Linked DNA regions of Arachis hypogaea: region 2 is linked to region 1. The links are chromatin contacts, called in public Hi-C maps. All regions are on one chromosome and are shown on one strand. Each heading gives the region's core, a stretch centred on a gene start, on an enhancer-like site or on the middle of the called end of the contact. The rest is flanking DNA. Distances are from core to core; before and after follow the strand shown. Region 1 holds the start of LOC112779436 (protein SIEVE ELEMENT OCCLUSION B). Region 2 holds the start of LOC112777313 (serine/threonine-protein phosphatase PP1 isozyme 2).

What was found. Hi-C and Micro-C count contacts between places; a contact is called where the count stands out from the background.
Region 2: a contact with region 1 is called in a Hi-C map of leaf, with 3 times the contacts expected there. The contact joins the promoter of LOC112777313 here to the promoter of LOC112779436 in region 1. A contact is called at or near these places in 2 of 8 Hi-C or Micro-C datasets (both in leaf).

Annotation. Positions count from the first base shown.
Region 1 is chr19:126,907,394-126,911,845 of arahy.Tifrunner.gnm2.J5K5, reverse strand. It overlaps LOC112779436 (protein SIEVE ELEMENT OCCLUSION B), which reads left to right and starts at 1,263. Exons shown (of 7, transcript XM_025823702.2): 1 at 1,263-2,141; 2 at 2,275-2,367; 3 at 2,618-3,063; 4 at 3,142-3,236. The coding sequence starts at 1,917. It overlaps LOC112778714 (protein SIEVE ELEMENT OCCLUSION B), which reads left to right. Exons shown (of 8, transcript XM_072228044.1): 8 at 159-620. The coding sequence ends at 231.
Region 2 is chr19:127,518,493-127,522,762 of arahy.Tifrunner.gnm2.J5K5, reverse strand. It overlaps LOC112777313 (serine/threonine-protein phosphatase PP1 isozyme 2), which reads left to right and starts at 2,281. Exons shown (of 4, transcript XM_025821658.3): 1 at 2,281-3,644; 2 at 3,729-4,270. The coding sequence starts at 3,470.

The DNA.
Region 1 (4,452 bases), core at 14-2,513:
TCTATTACATAAAGTAGATATTACCTTGTTTTTTTCATATTATTAATTATACTGTTATGAGATGTGTGTCTACAAATCAAGATCCTAATCAGAAACAGTACTTCATTTACTTTTGTGTCATAGCTTTTTTTTAATTTCATAAAATTATTGTGTTTCAGAAAGAAAAGATTGCTTGGTCTCGCCTCCGCTGCTGGAACCAGCTTAAGGAGGCTCTGGAAAAAGGATTCATAAATAATGAACCCATGAAGAGTCACAAGACAGTAACTAATAAAATTTCCTTTGCACATGCATGAAGATTCCACCAACTTTTGTTTATTTATTTACGGTGGTAGTGGAGCAAGTGTAAATATATATTTATTATGTGGAGGTCTTAGATGCAACATAAGCTAGAAGGTACAAGCTAGGCACATAAAGCCAAGGACATAAGCTAGGACTACTCCACAAGACATTGTAATTTGTAAACCAGGGGATGGAAGTAGGTAACTTCACCGATTTATATAGTCTATAAATAGGCGTTGTGATTTGTGACATTGTTTATTAATGTGTCAAGTATAGATTTGTGACTTCATATATACGTAGTAATTAAGAGTAAATATATAGTGTAAGAGATTATAATCTGTCCACTTATTAGTTAAGTATTTTCCGTTTTCTGATGCATGCAACTTATATTATCATTCAGATCTTTCCAAGAGTATTATTCCATTCCTCTGCTACCTAATACATTGGCGTTAATGATTTCATCAAAAAGTAAGGCTGCTAGAGCCTTCATTCAAAATCCTCGTTCTTGAATCTTCAGCATAGTACCATTTAAAATGGTCTAAAATTTTCAAACACACGAGTAATGACACAAGAACATACGTTAAGAGACCACAAAAGACAAGAAAAAGGAAACTAAGCCAAACACATAAACTAGCAATGACAGCCTATATAATCACTGATAATCATAATTTCCTAAAAATTTCATCGCAACCCACTTGAAACCTACCCCCAACAAATTCCTGGTTTATGCCCCTCAGAAAATAGGAAAACAATATATAAATAAAATAAGATAATTGCAATTTGCAAAGCCTATGTTTTTTACTAATGCTTGGTCATCAATGACTTCAGAATTCCATTAAACTTCTTGTTATACGTTTCTTATGTGCTTCGTATTGGGGCAGTTTCATACATTTATTTATTTTTATTGAATGTTATTGTTGTTGAGATCAAGTCTCAGAGTTGAAGTTTACCATAAATATATAATATTAACAACATTTAAACTCATTATCTGAAAATATTAAGAATCTACACTTCTAGTTATAAAGAAGAGAATTAGCTAGAATTAATTCAAATGTAAAACAAAAATAGAAAAAAAGTATTGGCTATCTAAAATTTTGCATGCATCAATATTCAATGGTCGAAACTCAGGTGCAGTCGACTTTACGTGAAGTTGATAGTTGAGAACCGTTAAATGAAAATTTAGTCAAATTAATAAAATCATTTAACCGCTCTCAGTTACCAATTTTACGTAAAATCGATTGCACATGAGTTTCCGGCATATTCAATACACAATTGAATGTCTGTGAATTTTTTTTATGAAAATTGAATTATACTTATTATTGTAAATATTTACTTAAGTAATTGATTGAAGATTTTTCTCCTAAGTTGATCCACAGAATTTCTTTTCCAAAGGCCAAAAGTAAAGTTTTTAACAAATGACTTTGAATTAAAGATAAAGAAAAAAAATCAATCAAGAATGTTTGAATGAATTAATCATATCATTTTACTAATTAATAAATGAAATAAAAATATATTTCTAAAACTTTGTTACCTTGCTCAAGCATATCTTTCATGCTATAAATAAGCTAATAAGGGAGTACAATCATCAAGTATAAGCAGGGTGCAGCAAGAAATCAATCAAGCTAAGGAGGACCATAATGGCTCATCATCATCATAAGCTGTCACTGAAGTCTCTACTCCATCATCACAATCACAAAGAGGAGAAGGAGCATAATCCATTAGCCATGTCGGACGAGCACATCTTGGAATTAATCTACTCAACTCATGTTCATAGTGACACTAAGTTTGAGGTCGATCCTCTCTTCACTCTTGTCCACAATACCCTTATCCGTTCAACCTCCATTTTGGACGACCTTGTGCAGGTTCATTATATTTTCTTCTTTCTAATTAGATTTCATTATCTATTTCCCAATGTTTCCGTTTATTTTATGCTACGTTCTTTGATTGTCCTATATATAATATATGTATATCCACTTGTGATAAATCCTCTGGCAGGGTTCCAAATCAAGCATGGAGGAGATTGATGAAAAGATTCTCCAACCCAATTTCAATTCACCTTATTGCACACTCAAGCAAATTTCATTTGAGGTAATAATTCACTTTTTTTTTTCTTTAATTGGATGTTGAATCAACTAAGTCACTTACTCTTATTTATATTTATATATATCATAAAACTATTTTTCTACAAAATTTATAGTTATATCTATAATATTTTATTTCACACAAGATCTCTTTTGAATTAACATAAATTTTTTGGATATATTTTCTTTTTTTAAACTTGCAAAAGCAATTACATGAATAGTTATATGTCTCTAGTAATATTATTATGACGTGGCAGATGTGTTGCAAGGCTGCCGGTGAGGAAACTGCTCACGAAACTGCAGTGGCCATTCTCCATAAGCTCTCACACTACGAATGGGATGCGAAAGCAGTGCTCACACTTGCTGCTTTGGCAGTTGAATATGGTGATTTCTGGCTGCTATCTCAGCATCTACAAACAGATGTTTTGGCGAAATCAGTGGCAGTGATGAAGAGAGTTCCACTGCTCATACGGCCTGCGAATTTGCAGAAGCACCGTGAAGCCATCACTGAGGTCAACAATCTGGTGAAAGCGACATTGCAAGTGATTGAGTTGATAGTTGAGTTGGAGAAGCTCTCTTCTTATGACACTAAAGATGTGCCTGCTTTGCTTCCTGCTAGGGAGCATATCCCAATTGATGTGTATTGGTGTATCATCACTCTTGTTACTATTGTCACTCAGATTGAATGTCTCACAACTGATTCGTAAGTTAAATTCTTCCACTAATTACTGGTTACACATATTTTGTCATCAACAGCAACAAAATTGTTGGTTGATTTCAGGGAGGAGAAACAGGAATTATACCATTACGGTCAAAAGATCAACGTGGTACTCAGCAAACTGAGGAAGCACATCGCGCTCTGCAGACACCAAATTGGTCAGTAGTAACAGAATACTACTAGACTAGTCACTAGTTAATAATGATCCTAGTACATACTCTATATATATGGATGTGTTACAAACGGAGAGTTATTATTATTCATCGAAACCGGTGAAATGCAATAATAAGTAATAAAGTTACTATTAAATTTTAGTGAAGAACTCATGGACACACTTTAATTCCTCCTTAGCTAACATGATTTTTTCACTACTATTTAATAAATGATCGAATAGGACGTGTTAATTCTCGAGTTTGATCGACACAAAAATGCTAGGTATTATTATTTTGAGAAATGAATTTTTTTTTTGTCTAAATCACATTCTCCTTTTTTCTATTTAAAAAATATATATATAGTGTCTTTTTTTCTAAGAATTAAATACATACATTCTTATCTATTTGATTAAAATATTTTTTAATAATTATTTTTATATATAAATTAGTGATAATTATTTGATTATTTCAAAAAATATATAAAATATATACTTATTATTATTATTATTATTATAGTTTTTATTTATTTATTTTTATATATTTTATGATTAATAAAAAATTTTAAAAATAATTAAAATTTACTACATTAATAGGAATATATATATTTTATATTATTATTAATATTATTATAGTAGTAAAAATATAAAATAAAAAACATTTATTATTATAATATATTTATTTATTTTTAATTTTTATCATTAATCATGAAATATATAAAAATTTTAGACTAAATATTTTATATTACGTAGTAATAATAATAATAATAATAATAATAATAATATATTTATTATTAAAATAATAAGTTTTATTTATTTTTAATTATTTATCATTAATCATAAAATATATAAAAAATTTAAATTAAATATATATTAATAATTATTAAAAAATATTTAATCAAATGGATTAAATTAAAGTGTATGTTATTTAATTATTGCAGAAAAATATATATTTTAAAAATGGAAAAAAAGAGAATGTCATTTAAACAGCAGGAGAAGAGAGTATCTTTTCTCTTAAACTTTGACTACTTGTGTACCAAGAAGAAAAATATACTTGCATATATATCTTTATATTTTTCTTAATATTTATAATTTGTTTCCCAATAATATAAATTTCTTACTGTATTTCATTTACATATTCTCTTTTTTTTTTCTCTGTCTCTCTCTCCCCTAATTTTCTTAAAGAGTAGAAGTGTAGAACTACTGCTTTGAGGTTAAATGATATT
Region 2 (4,270 bases), core at 1,032-3,531, 610 kb before region 1:
CATTTTTTGAATAACTTTTACTATTGACGTTTTTTCATGTATTTTTCACTGCTGTGTACTTTTACTGACATGCAGAATTTTGAAATATTTTCAGGCAAGAAGTGTATCCCTTTTCCAATTTCATTAAGAGATATAAAGCAACACGACATTACTCAAAGCATGCGCGGGATATACTGGTTGATTGACTTGTAGAGATTTGCATAATGTAATTTTTCTCATATAATACAATGTTATGAATTATAGCTGATAAATTTAGTACGGTTGAACAATACACTGAGAATTATAGTTGATGTATCAATACACTTTGTTTATGTTTTGAATTATATTGACTTGCTTGTTTATAGTACTTTTCTTAGTTTGATAATACGATGAATTTGTTTATTTTTGAAGTATTATAAATATTCGAATACAAATTAGACAAAAATTTGTATTTATTAAATTTATATTTATTTTGTATGAAAATAGGTTTATTTTGTAATTAAAAAATCTAAAAAAAAATTATTTTACCTTACTAACAGATTTACAGACAGATTTTCTATCTGTATTCAGAGTTTGGAGTGATTTTTCAAGGCTCCAATTACCGACAGAAAATCCGTCAAAAAATCTGTTGCTAATTACCGACGGAAAATCCGTCTCTAATTACCGAGGAAAAATTTGTCAAAAAGTTCGACGTTTCAGGGAAATAGAGGGGAGAATTTACCGAGAAAAAATTTGTCGGTAACTGGTAAAAATCCGTCGGTAATTTTCCGACGAAAAAATCCGTCAGTAAATAATTTCCAACGAGGCTTTTACAGAGGGACAAAATCCGTCGGTAATTTCGTCGGTAACCAAAAATCCGTCTGTAATAAAGACTAAATCTATCTGTATTAAGCAATTTTCTAGTTGTGCCCTCGCAAATAGAAGAAAGCTGTCGCTGCGTCGGTCAGAGATTTATCATCCCTTCTCCGTGATGGAATCAGCCGCAGTGGCAACCACTGCCTTCATTGCCGTTCACGCAGGGGCGCTCGTGAAAGAAGAATTAGTGAGGAAGACGCTCGCGCCATCCACGCAGTGCATCCCCCACCTCGTCATCGTCATCGTCATCGCGGACTTTCCCCTCCATCCGCACGAGTCACAGGTTGCCGACGATGACTTTCTTCTTCTTCTTTTTCATTTCGGGTCTGTCGTGACTTCTTCTTCACCTTGTGCCTGTTGCTACGGCGACGCCTTTCTTCTTCTTTGTTTTGGATTTTTTCCTCTTTGATTTTAGAATTTTTTTTATAGTTTTGGATGTTTCTTTTTTAAGTTATCAGATGTTTCTTTTCTAATAATTTTGGATGTCTCATTTTATTAAATTTTGGACTTTTTTAAATATTTAGATTTATTTCTAAAATTTTGATATTTTTTCATTAAGTTTTGGATATTTCTCATGATAATTTGAATTGATGTTCTTTCCAAAAATTTTTTTAAAAGGTTTCGGTTATCTTGTTTTTTGCTAGGTTTTGTTATGTTTTGGATTTTTTCTTGTTTGGTTTTGCATTATTCTTTTTATTGGTTTTTGATGTTTCTTTTTCCTAAGTTTTGGATATTTTTTTCTTATGTTTCGATTTTTTTTTGTTTTGTTTTGAATTTTGGATGATTTTTTAAATAATTTTAGATGTTTTTTCTTAATTTTTTCATATTTTTTAAATATTTTTTAGATGTCTCATTCTATTATGTTTTGAAATTTTTAAAATAATTTTGAATATTTCTTTTTTGTTAGGTTTTAGATTTTTTTAATTACGTTTCAGATTTTTTCTATTAAAAATTTTTAAAATACTTTTAGAATTTTTTTGAAATAAATTGTAACATTTTTAAGATGATTTTGAATTTTTAAAATTAATTTAAAAAATTATAAGATGATTTTAGAAATAATTTTGGAATTTTTTAAATAAATTTTAGAATTTAAAAAATAATTGAATGTTTAAAATAAATTCTAAAATTTTAAAAATGATTTTGAAATATTTAAAATAAAATTTTAAAATAATTTTACATAATTGTTATTATTAAGATTAAATTTTTAAAAATTTTAAATTTTTTTTATTAAATTTTAAATATTTTTTATGATAATTTGAATTTACATTCTTTTTGAACAAATTAAAAAGAAAAAATAAAAAAACTACTAATGGCTACAATCAACTGCACCTTTTGTTGGTTCTCTATTCGGATGGTAAGAATTATGATTGATTAATTAGTTAGCAAAGAGAAGTTTCCTAGAAAACCATGACCACTAGATATATGTGTGGATGGCGGGTAGTGTTAGACAATCAACTTGTGTTCTCGGCTTCTCGCTTTCTTAGTTTGGCACAAGACAGAGAGAACAAGTGCCCCATACCTTAGCATGCAAGCTACCAAACCAATTTGCCACTATCTGCAAATGAGGAGTGTTAGAGGTCAGTAATTTTTATATTTTATAATCATTAATTGGTTATTAATAATATTTTTAATGGTATGAGATTACATTTAATAATAAAAGATCACTCACTTTTTTTTTGATAATTAAATACTAACCACAAAATATAAAAATTGCTGGCCCTAAACCTTTTCGTATGCAAATTCAAACCGCGTCATGCATCAACCCCTTCGGCGTTCTCCTTATTATTTGTCTTCCATCTTTCCCCTTTTCAACTTCCCATTAGGTCCCTTCTTCTCTAGGGCCCACTCACCACCACAAACACTTCCCCACTCATATTACATCATATTCTTCCTCTTCTTACTTTCTTTTCTTTTCTTTTTGTATTATAAAATTATAACTATAGTCAATAGTTGTATATTTAAATAACTAAAAAGTGTTAACTGCACATTAAAATTAATTATTATATATCTATGTATAAATATGTATTTTAATTTATTTTTAATATATATTTTATATTTTAATATATATTTTACATAAATAATTAAATTTAGTGTACACTTAGTTTAGTAATGATCATTAAATCAGTGCTTCATTTTATATACTTATTCTACAACATTAAGTAGGGTATATACATAATTTCCCTCTCACAATCTTCCATTCCCCTTCATTTGAAATCTAGTACTCATTAATATTAATCCGAATATATGCTTCCCTAGCTTTTTCAGCTTTCAACGGCCACCCTTAACCCCATATATATATATATATAATGAATTAACCACTATATATCAACCATAAAACACAAATAAACACTTATTTATGCAAACCACAAAACTCATAAAGCAATAAAGGCATCCTTATCTTTATCTTAAAAAAGAGAGCTAAAGTGATAATAATTCGCGTCTTTATAATTGTTTTCAAACTCAATCGTTCTCCATGCCATGATGAGGATGATGGCAATATAAATGTAAGAAACGTAACACACCCCAACCCCATAACATAAAACGGTTTTTGGTTGTTTGTTGTTTGTTGTGTTGTCCTTTTTTAGCACTTGTTTTTGTGACACACATATTAATAAAGTTTGAAAGAAGAAGAAAAATGGAACGTGGGGTTGTGGATGGCATAATCAACAGGCTTCTAGAAATAAGAGGCAAACCGGGGAAGCAAGTGCAGCTTTCTGAGGCTGAGATCAGGCAGCTATGCCTTGTCTCCAAGGACATCTTCTTGAGACAACCTAACCTTTTGGAACTTGATGCACCAATCAAGATCTGTGGTATGTTTCTCTTCCTAAGTATGAAATAGTGATGACTATGGCAAAGCAGAATAACTACTAATTGCAATTATTTCAATGAACCAGGGGATATCCATGGTCAATATTATGATCTTCTGAGAATCTTTGAAAATGGTGGCTTCCCACCTCGTTCCAATTACTTATTCTTAGGAGACTACGTTGATCGCGGAAACCAAAGTCTTGAGACAATATCTCTTCTTCTAGCATACAAAATCAAATACCCTCAGAACATTTTCCTCCTCAGGGGAAACCATGAATGCGCTTCCATAAACCGTATCTACGGTTTCTACGACGAATGCAAGAGAAGATACAGTGTGAAGCTGTGGAAAACATTCACGGATTGCTTCAACTGCTTGCCCGTGGCGGCTCTTATCGACGACAAGATACTCTGCATGCATGGTGGACTCTCCCCTGAATTGCACAACTTGAACCGGATAAGGACTTTGCGCCGTCCGGTCCAAGTGCCCGACAGTGGTCTGCTATGTGATCTTCTCTGGTCTGATCCCTGCGGAGACATTCAAGGCTGGGGAGGAAGCGAACGCGGAGTTTCGTGTACTTTCGGCCCTGATAGGGTCACTGAGTTTCTGAGGAAGCATGATCTTGATTTG